Regions from separate parts of the Mus musculus genome. Here region 2 is linked to region 1. The links are chromatin contacts, called in public HiChIP or PLAC-seq maps. All regions are on one chromosome and are shown on one strand. Each heading gives the region's core, a stretch centred on a gene start, on an enhancer-like site or on the middle of the called end of the contact. The rest is flanking DNA. Distances are from core to core; before and after follow the strand shown.

Evidence for each region. HiChIP or PLAC-seq counts read pairs in DNA pulled down with a chosen protein or histone mark.
Region 2: a contact with region 1 is called in an H3K4me3 HiChIP or PLAC-seq map of bone marrow-derived macrophages, with 4 times the contacts expected there. The contact joins two enhancer-like sites. A contact is called at or near these places in 3 of 115 datasets of contacts at active chromatin or transcription factors (acute myeloid leukemia, bone marrow-derived macrophages and differentiating embryonic stem cells).

What each region holds. Positions count from the first base shown.
Region 1 is chr17:50,329,725-50,334,864 of GRCm38.p6, reverse strand. No RefSeq gene overlaps it. Among named protein-coding and RNA genes, the nearest start is that of Dazl, 39 kb to the right of the region's middle. Within about 2 kb of position 3,349, at least 83 of the 459 cell types and tissues checked have an H3K27ac peak or open chromatin away from gene starts, as enhancers often do. A contact at or near this core is called in acute myeloid leukemia and bone marrow-derived macrophages, where this site is marked.
Region 2 is chr17:50,990,824-50,995,695 of GRCm38.p6, reverse strand. All of the region lies in intron 3 of Tbc1d5 (TBC1 domain family, member 5), which reads left to right. Among named protein-coding and RNA genes, the nearest start is that of Gm31083, 110 kb to the right of the region's middle. Within about 2 kb of position 1,880, at least 121 of the 459 cell types and tissues checked have an H3K27ac peak or open chromatin away from gene starts, as enhancers often do. A contact at or near this core is called in acute myeloid leukemia and bone marrow-derived macrophages, where this site is marked.

The DNA.
Region 1 (5,140 bases), core at 2,100-4,599:
CAGCAGCCCAACCGGATTAAAATGAGGAAGTGTTAAAGTCCAGGGAGCAGTCTATGAGAGATCAATAAAATAAAATGAAACAAATTAAATAGTACCACGAAGACTACACATATGAGGGATTGGTCTGTGGTTACTTACAAAATAATCAAAATACATAGAGTAACATACATTTTGTAGTATAATTTAAAAAACTTTAATTTAGTACTTAAAATAATCATATAAAGTATACAAAAGATATGGCATGGTCTTTTTAAAGCTCTCTACGTGTATGTGTATGTGTACATGTTTGTGTGTGTGTGTGTGTGTGTGTGCGCACACGCGTGTGCCTCTGCATACTTATGCACTGGTTCAAGTGCCCCTGTATGAGCATATATCACATATATGCAGATGCTCACATAAGACAGGAGAGGGCACTGGATCTCCTGGAATTGGAATGGTTTTCAACCATCTGATTTGTGTGCTAGGAATTGAACTTGGGTCCGCCATAAAAGCAGCAGGTACTCTCAGCTGCTGAGTCCGAGCCCTGCAAACCCTGCTTCCATTTTTAAAGAAATTTTCCATTTTGAAAACCTGGTCTCCCAGCACAACATGAGAAGTATTCCAATACTGCTCTTTCCAGAAATTCTATTCACCTTCAACCAAGCAGCAAGGCTTAGCATATGGCTTGCCCAACCACAAGAGCTCATAGTTGTTGCCATAAGCCCACATGCTACACCGCTCTCTGACTCGTTCCACTTGGAATCTAGGCACCGAAGCTTCTTCTCCAGTCCTATCAACAAAGGTGTGAACTCAGGACAAGAGAGCGACTGACAAAATTCTTGAGTGACCCTAAGTGCTCGCAGAAAATCCGGCAGTTGGAGCAGGACAGGAAAGGGAAACATAATGAGGTTAATGACACAAGCATCCCTGCTTTTGAACCACACACTTTCCAGAAACTTCTCTTCAGCTGAGCCTGTTTCTTCATCCACGACAGGTGTAGGGTTAGGTGAACCGATCCATGCAAGTGCTTCAGACATCATGGCAGCACACAGTGTGTTTCAATTTAGACAGCCTCAGAAGTAAGTCTACAAGGAGATGTGTGAGAAAACAGAGCAAGGAAGTACAGCCCCCCCCCACCCCCACTCCCATCCCCTAGAGGCAGAGCAGCAGCCTGAGTCCAACTGTGTCACCAGTGTTGGGGCCCTGCTTCCAGGTTGAAGACAGACTTAGAGAGACTCCATAATCTATGGCTTTGAGTATGAAAGGAGATGCAAAGGAATCCAAATTGAGTAATTGTATCAAGTATTTGAAGTGTTTGCTTGGTTTTCATTATACTGAGGAACCTTTGAAATCCTCTTGCTTAAAAACCTATCTCAAAACCAAGGCTGTTAAAATGACGTAGTAGGTGAAGGCCACAGTTAGCAACAGACATACAACAACTTGAGTTTAATTTCCTAAGATACACATGGTAGGTAGGAGACCAGAACTGATTCTAGCCGGTTGTCTTCTGAAGTCCATGTTCCTTAGTGCTTCCTTCCCTCACACAAAATAACGACATAAGAATAATAGTAAAAATAACAATAGTACCTCAAAAATAATTTACGAAAATTAAAAGTAACATCACTATATATACATTTATGGAAAGTTTCAAAGTGTTCATACTGCCTAGATATTATGGTTAATCCCAGTAGAATTTTTGATACATATTCATTCACTTTAATCTTGTTTCCTAGCTAAATATATCTCTAAAATCTTTGCTTTTTAAAATGCATTTAATGAAGTCATATTATTTTCGTAAAATAAAACATGTAACATTTTTCACAAGGGCATAAAAGTTTGAAATTGTTGATATTTTATGACTCGTCTCTCTAGACCACACTATTTTAATTGAGAAATGATTCTTTCTATAGAGGCTGAGGTACCTGAGAAACTCAGCAATTTTGCTGGCCACATAATATTCCTGTCTAGCCTTTAAAATTTTTAATTATGTATTTTAAAATCTCCATTTTATATTTTTAATTTCAATGTTTATTTAAATTCTTTGAGAATTTTATATATGAGTACATTGTATTTACATCATTTCCCCCACTCCCTCTCCCCCTCCAACTCCTTTCAAGTCCCCAGTAACACCCTTCTCAAACTCATGTCCTTTTCTCTAAGCGTCTATGTACACAGGGGTGCGCCTGTGTCTACACACTCACACACACAACCTGCACATACAACCCGCTGACTCCAGTTTGTGCTTTCCATACATACTGGGCTGCCCACTTAGCATGCTAAACCCAGCCCCTTCTTCATTGCATGACTTAAGCTAGACTACTAAGCTTTCTGGTGATTTTTTTTCACCAAACTGCACAATTTCCCCACTTCTTTCTGCCTCATTTGTTGCAACTTTTCATTATAGGGCTGTATGAGAGTAACTGGTTATAAGCATTCCACAGACTCAACATCACACTGCCTGAGATCTCCTCTGCCAATAAAATCAGCCTATCACATTTTCATTTACCCTCAGCCGCGTTCTTGGGACATGGGCAGAAGGTAGCCAGAGTCTTTACCAGCCTACTTGTTGGTAGAATCCTTGTATCCCTCTGAACCCTCTAGAGCTGGACTCTCTCTCTGACCTCATTACTGTCTTCCAGGCTCCTACCAGAACACCCACAAAGCTCTGCTTATAACATTCAACATTTTTTTTTTTTTACTCCAAAGTTCCAGAATCTTCTACATCCCTCCAAAACACAGAAATCATGTTCCCTGCCGCGCTGGTATCAGTTTCTAGGTTACTTTTCTGTCGCTGTGATAAGATGGTACGGACAAAAGCAAGGCAAGGAAAAACGAGCTGATCTGGCTTGAGGCTCCAGAGTCCGTAATGTCGGGTAAGGCATGGCGTGCTAACAGAAGCAGGAAGCTGGCTGGTGACACTGTCATCCACACACAGGAAACAGACCGCAAGCACATCCTGGCCCTGGGTGGAAATATGCTCCTGTGCACGGCCCTGCCATTGTGTGGATAAGGCTCCCTTTTGCCGTTAACTCCTACCGTCTTTTCAGGCCATAAAAATTATCAGTCCCATCTAGTCTTTAATGACTGCCTTGCAAACAAGGAGCAGCTTTCCCAAGATCCTAAAGTGTGTGAGTATGGGTGGGGCTGGGGGGTGGACAGGCGCAGCCCAGATGGCTCTGCTGGGCATCTGTGCAATACTACCACCAGGGTACACTGAGCCTGAAGAGATGGGGCAGGATTGGGCTCCAATTAAAGTAGCTGGTTGAAGGTCAGGGCAGAAAATGTGATCTTCAGCCTGACAACAAAGAGATGCCATAAAAGGATCATCGAGGCACCTGGCTCACCCATTATCAAGTTACAGCCCCCACTCATGAGAGTTCAGCGGCTCCCATTGGCTGTGTGGTAAACTCTGTAAGTCTTCAGCTCCCATCCCAACATCCTCTCCCCAACTTGTTTGGTTTTTTTGGTTTTGGTTTTGGTTTTTTTTGGTTTTTTTTTTTTTTTTGCTCTTGCAAGCTCCTGTTTCCTTTCATGTTATCTGAGCTCAAGCTAAAGAATCTATCTATTCACTAGTCAATCTGCAGAGTGACTGATAGGAGACTTAAAAGAGCCAGCCTCTGCCTGGGTGGGGGAAGTGGGGGAAGTGCTCTGCTCTGTGGATGCCCTTGGGCCCTCATGAGTCAGACTGAGGGTAGAATCTACCATTTCTCAAAGTTCTTTGGCTTCTCCCTTGCTATGTTTTCCTATGAGCTATTCTTAAAAGTTATATTCCTTCAGTAAGTCACTTTCACAAAAAACAACAACAAAACAAAAATATTTTTTTTCTTTTTCAGGCTCTGTGTCTAGAGACCCTGATCAACATCATCTGAGACCCTTCCAACTCCTGCATCAAGATGTGTTTGGATAGTTACTGACTACCAGCAATGTACCATAAACACGTGTGTTCTTTCTATGCATAGTATGATTTCATCTCTGTAACAGTCCTGAGCTGTGGGAGCTACTAGTGCTCCCATTTTGCTGAGAGGGCACTTGAGGCTTAGAGTTAAAGATCACTGTCAAGGCTTGAACTGAGCCCTTTATTCTTTCTACCTCACCCAACTGATTCACCAGACTTATCTCTACGATCATTTGCAAATGTCTGTGGAACAATGGAATGAGGCCCAGTTCTGCCTCACTAATGCTCTTTACAGGGATCAGAGTTGGCTGTTGCTTTGTCCTAATTCAAAAAAGTCAATGAGAGTCAGAGCTGTGGTTCTTCAGACCTTTCAGTACCTTCATCAAAAAAAAAAAAAAAAAAAAAACAAATAATTACAACCTCCATACAGCATACATATACCTGAATGAGAAAGCAGCTACATTTGGTCACACAAGGTCATAATCATCTTTTATAAGTGACACAATAAATGAGTAAGCAAATGTCAAAAAAGGAAGTAGAGCAAAGAGAGACAGACTTCAGTTCTCACAGCTAATATTGCCAAGCCGTGGTTCCATATGATGAATAATTGTGATGATTACTATAGCAGTGACAGTGGCTACCACTGATTTTGAGTCCTTACTGTGTTCCCAGCACTGTGCTAAGCAAGGACTTAGAAAGTTCCCTTTCTCCCTCTCTGTCTCTCTCTGTCTGTCTCTCTGTCTCTCTCTCTCACTCTTCCTTGCTCTCTGAGACAGGATCTCATTACATAGCCCTGGCTGGCTGGCCTGGAACTCGTGACGGAGACTCCCTCTGCCCCTGCTCCTGTCTCTGTCCCTGCCCCTGCCTCTGTCCCTGTCCCTGCCCCTGCCTCGAGTGTTAGTAGTAAATGTATACTTCACCACATGCCGCCAAGTGCCGTGGCGTTTTTTACAGTGACCCTATGAGGTGGGACTGGTTGTGTTTACATTCTACAGATGATGCAGCCGAAAGCTTCAGACAGCACAAGAAACTTTCATGAGACCACCTGGCACAGTGAAGTTGTGTGGCAAGTTGTGTGGAAGGGAAGCAGTAGGCTTTGAAAGCCCAGGGAGGGGGAGGTAGCAGTTACTACCGGCCAGAATGGTCAGGATGGGGGAGGGGGATTTAGAAAACAATCACAATGACAGAAAAATCTAAGCCATGCCTTGAGGGATGAGTGAAGAATCCTGTAGTAAAGCAAGAGAAGATGGACTGAAATTTTTATTT
Region 2 (4,872 bases), core at 631-3,130, 660 kb before region 1:
CCAAGTCAGATCTGCCCACCCATCTTCAATAAGTCAACTTTAAAAAGCCATATTAAATATGGAATTCATGAAAGGAGATTTATTCACTGTGGCCACATTGGGAAGAGGGACAAAAATCTAGAAAATGTTTCAAGTTTGTCTTCAGTGTCCTGAAGGGAGATCACATTTAAAGAGAGGACCAAGGATATGCACAAGTAAGCAGTCCCACTCAGGGTGTGCTCCATCCACCACTATCGGATCCCCAGTCTCACCCTATTGGGTGATCTACAGGTTGTTAGGGTTGTGAGAAAACTCTTTCCTGGAAACAAAGGTCCTCTTTTGGTTGCTGCCTTTTCCTTTATGTAACATTAAATTTCCTGAGAAAATTCCAATTTGTTTGAGGCCCATTGTTTCAGTAGTCTTGATAGTCAAGTTGACTCAAGCGTCTCTTTAAGATATCTCCATTTCTGTTAGACTGGTTACAGTTTCCTACTTTCTGTCTTAGCATCTCACTCTTGAGGTGCAACATGTCTATATTGGAAACAAATATAATGCAAATAGGGAGTAAAATTAGAACATGTTTTCTTAATGTGGGGCAGCAATGCATGCAACCCATTTTCATAAGCTCTTGGTCTTTTGTTACTTTTAGAAAGGTTGGCTCAGGCAGTTTCATCTTGTTGTTTTGAGAGGGTCTTTTCAAAATGCCTAGGCTGGCCACAAATTTATGAACCTCTTCTTTTAGCTTTACAACTCACAGGAAAGCACACCATGACTTCTGTGACTTTATATCAGTTCTTCCAACAATCCCCCCCCCCCCAAGCCCCTTGCTTCTGAATAGTATTTTCTGAAGACAAAGTCTAGTGCTTTGTTTTCCATAGTCCTTCAATGCTGGGGAATGATCACCCTGGTTGGTCTGGTTTGATCCCATGTTTGGAGATATAAGTCAGGGAGTTCATGCCAATAAACCCTTTATACCCAAGCTAAGCATATGGTGTACTGAAGAAATGACCTTTAGGTCAGACATGCGAAATCCATTCTGTTTGTGCTATGGGTAATATCCTAGCATCTCAAAAATGTCATTCGGGTTCCTTATCAGAAGCTATACTTCTCTAGTTATATTCTGTAGAATGTTATAAGGCTTTTCACTACCATAGCTACCAAATCATACACAATTGTAAGCCATAAGTCTTTTACAAAAACATAACCAGTACTAAAACTACTATAAACCCTGTAAACAGTGTGGTCAGGATCTGCCTGCAATCATCCACATTTGCCTATATGTATAGTTAAAGAGCCTATAGTTAAAGATTCTGAAACAGAATGGTTTTAAGTCTTCCAGTTATACAAGTCACTGATAGAGAAGGAGACATAAACCATGAATGAGTGGAACTTCCACCCCAGTCACTACTCACATTACTCAGATTACCCCAGTGTGACTAGAACACTTTACAGGGCACACAGAGCTGCTTAAGCCTCTAGGATTAGACTGCAGGGGTTCTCTTGGATGAGAGGCTGGGCTGTTGCCCTCTTCCACACAGGGAACAGGACCTTTTTTCACCTAGAGCAGTATTCACCTAAGTAAGACAGAACCAAACAGTCAGGAAGAGATAGATCAATTTCTTCTAGAATGGCTGAGAGAACAGGCAGAGGTTTTGACTTCCTCTGAGTGCCCTGGCCAAGACAAATGTAATTTAGAGTCAATACCACAAGAGCACAGGTTGTAAGCCAGAATGGAAGTACTTTTTACAAGAGAACGATTGTTTACTACAGGGAAACTGGTGGCTGCAACACTTGGGAGCTGCTGGTGTAATCATAGCAAAAGGCAGTAGCCAGCTGCTGTGCAGCCACTTTCACCCCTGGAAAGCAGGATATTGCAGCATGGGTGGTCAGCCCACTGTGGCCTGTGAGCCTTCAGGAAGTCATGTGCTGTCTCAGAGATAGTAATGGCTACAGTCTTGCAATGACTCACTACTTCCCCATTTTAGATCTGTTTCTCCAACCAATATAACTGACAAAAACACACAAAGTGAAATAGACACACATCTCTCATACTGAGAGACACATAGTAAAGTCAGCCAGGGGTGGCTACCATACACTCATGTATCTGAACAGGCCAGGTGAGTTCTGTGATGCAGAATCTATGCTCCTGTATGTCTTCTCCTCTTGTGTCCTACCTAGATGTCACCTCCTGCAGATGACACTTAACCTTTGGAGTCATCCGAATCAGATGACTTTTGTCTTTTGGGGAACTGGATTCAGATGCTTCTAGAGTACTAGACAGTGATTGTTGGGAGAGGTTTTCCCCAGCGCCTGGGATAAATCAAGGTACATACCCTCTAGGACTCCTCTATAGCCAGAGTATTCCTTCCTACTCCTGTGGGTACCATCAGTTTTGGGATCCAGTCTCTAAGGCTCTCACTGGGGCATGGGCACAACCTGAACCTCTAAAATGCTTCAGGGAGTCCACCAGTTATGTCATAGCCCACAGTCAGTTAAAAGTCAATTCCTGTTAGTTGGGAGTACACTTAGATATTCTGTACCTAAATGTAGTATCGGACATTTAGATCAAAGTGCTTTTAAAGGCAAAACCCTATCCTGTATCTCATCTGGCAGTTATAGGTGGATATTTTGTGCAAGCAAGCAGTTTGGCAGAAGCTATAATACACAATAAACTGGAGTTTTAATAAAACAATAAATAACGTTTTGCTCAAGCAGGTAGTGTAACAGAAGCCCAGATAAATTAGCTGGGGCATCTTGACCTTAGTTTTTTAGAATCATTTAAGTAATTTTCCACAGGTTTCTCCATCAAAGAGATCAAATTATAGTTAAATCTGAAATGGACTCAGCAAGAATACAAGGTAGAGGAAACTCTGTACTATCTTGCCCTTTTATAGTAGGAAAGGCCTGTATTGAGGCAGCCTAATGAAACTCCTTATTCAAATATATTTTTCTTGCTTTCTGTTTTCTGTAAGATCAGTTCTAGAAGTGTTTAACAATTGCCTTGCCATTGAATTTTAAAATCCTAGGAAAGTTAACACATTGGTCCAGTTGCATGAATGCAAACTTGAATTAGAAAATGCATTTATTAATTAGGGCATACTTAACATTTTTCTAGATACCTTCTAATTTGTTAGTTTGTATAAAATCAATAACCAATTACTTTGATATCTGTTATGGTGTGTAGTAATAGTTAAATTTGATAATTAGTTTGTCATAGATTTTAAAATATAATAATATAATAATTTTTAATTTTCATTATTATCAAGTTTGTCATTTCTGTTAATAATTATGCATTATAAAATGGTAAATGCAAGTAATTATAGGTTTCAAATTTTATAAGCTATTTTTAAAGTAACAATTCTTTAATAGAAAATACATTTTACAAATTATATATACTTTCTGATTCATTACTTCTTGGAATTTTGAAGGACTCATAATTTTTTTAATTGAGTATGAAGGTTCCAGTGAGTTTGATTTATAGTGATAGATGTTTTGTAATATTAATGATATGCTTGAAAACATTTATCTTGGATTTTTTGTATGAACTTTGAAACTTTAGATTCAAAATTCTTTTAATATTGAATGAATGTATTCAATTATCAACTAAAAAACATGAATGAGATTAGTTACCATTGTTAACAAATGGCAGTTAATACCCTGCAAATAGTTTCTATTTGAATTTTTTAGATACAACAAAAAAGATATTAACTCCCTATAGTGTTTCAGTTAATGGATGTCTTTTCATTTTTATTAAGTTTTGCACACCCATTATTAATACTGTCTTAAGGAACCAAAAAAAAAAAAAAACCAAACCAACTTTTCTTAAGACAAAATGGTGTTAGTCATCCAAAGTTTTAATAAAATTCTTACTTGTATTTTTTTTTTTTAGACTGTATTTATAGATTGTCACTTGATGAATCAGTCTTGTCTAAACAGGGAGAACTTGTAGTGAAATTTCAAGTGTATGATTCATTGACCTTAATATTATTGTCTATGTTTAAATGAATATTTTCTAATACTCTTTGACGCCATGCTTACTTTTAGGAAGCTCTTCTCTAAGTCTGTTTTCGTGTGCTCTCTCCTGCCTATTCAGATTTTATTATTATAGAAATATAATAACTACGATTAACTAAATTACAACATTGTAGGCTGCAAACCTCTCTGGAAATAGGATATGTATATAGTAAGGGTTTGCTGTGGTCATGGCAGATAGCCTGTAGAGTTGGTGTAGCTCAGTGCTAAGTTCCATTACTATTAAAATAAGACCATAACTTAGTATCTTTTGTTAAATATTAGTAAAATAAATTTTTCCTATAGTAAGACATAGTTATGTGCAGGACTGTAGAAGCTCATTATTTTGGAGAATTTTGTGGATCATTGACGCTATCTAGGAAATGTTTTAGAGCCTCAGTATGGCCTTTCTGTTAATCACTCTCCAAGCTGTGTACTTACTTCTAACAGTCTGTAGAGCTCTATTGCTCAGGACTCATCATGAAGTCCTGTGTCATGTGCCCTAAGTTTGCTCAGAGTACAGTTCACAGAAGGTAACTTCTAGTGATAGGCTGTCCCCACCAGCTCAGCAAGTTCTTTCTACAACTATCCATGCCATCCACCTCCACGGGAAACCCAGCAACACCTTCTGCTACTTTCCTTTCATAATTTTCTGAATTTTTTTCCTTTCTTTTTTATAACTTTGTGAGCATGTTTGAGTGTAGATAGTGTATCTGTGTTTAAATGGGTCAGTTCCTGGAAGGTGTGGACATGGGTTGGTTCTTGGAAGCAAGAGATCAACATCAAATGGCCTCTCCTATTTTTTTCCACCTTAATTTTTGAGACAATATTGCTTCACTGAACTTGGTGCTTGTTGATTTGGCTAGACTTAGTGAGTAAGGA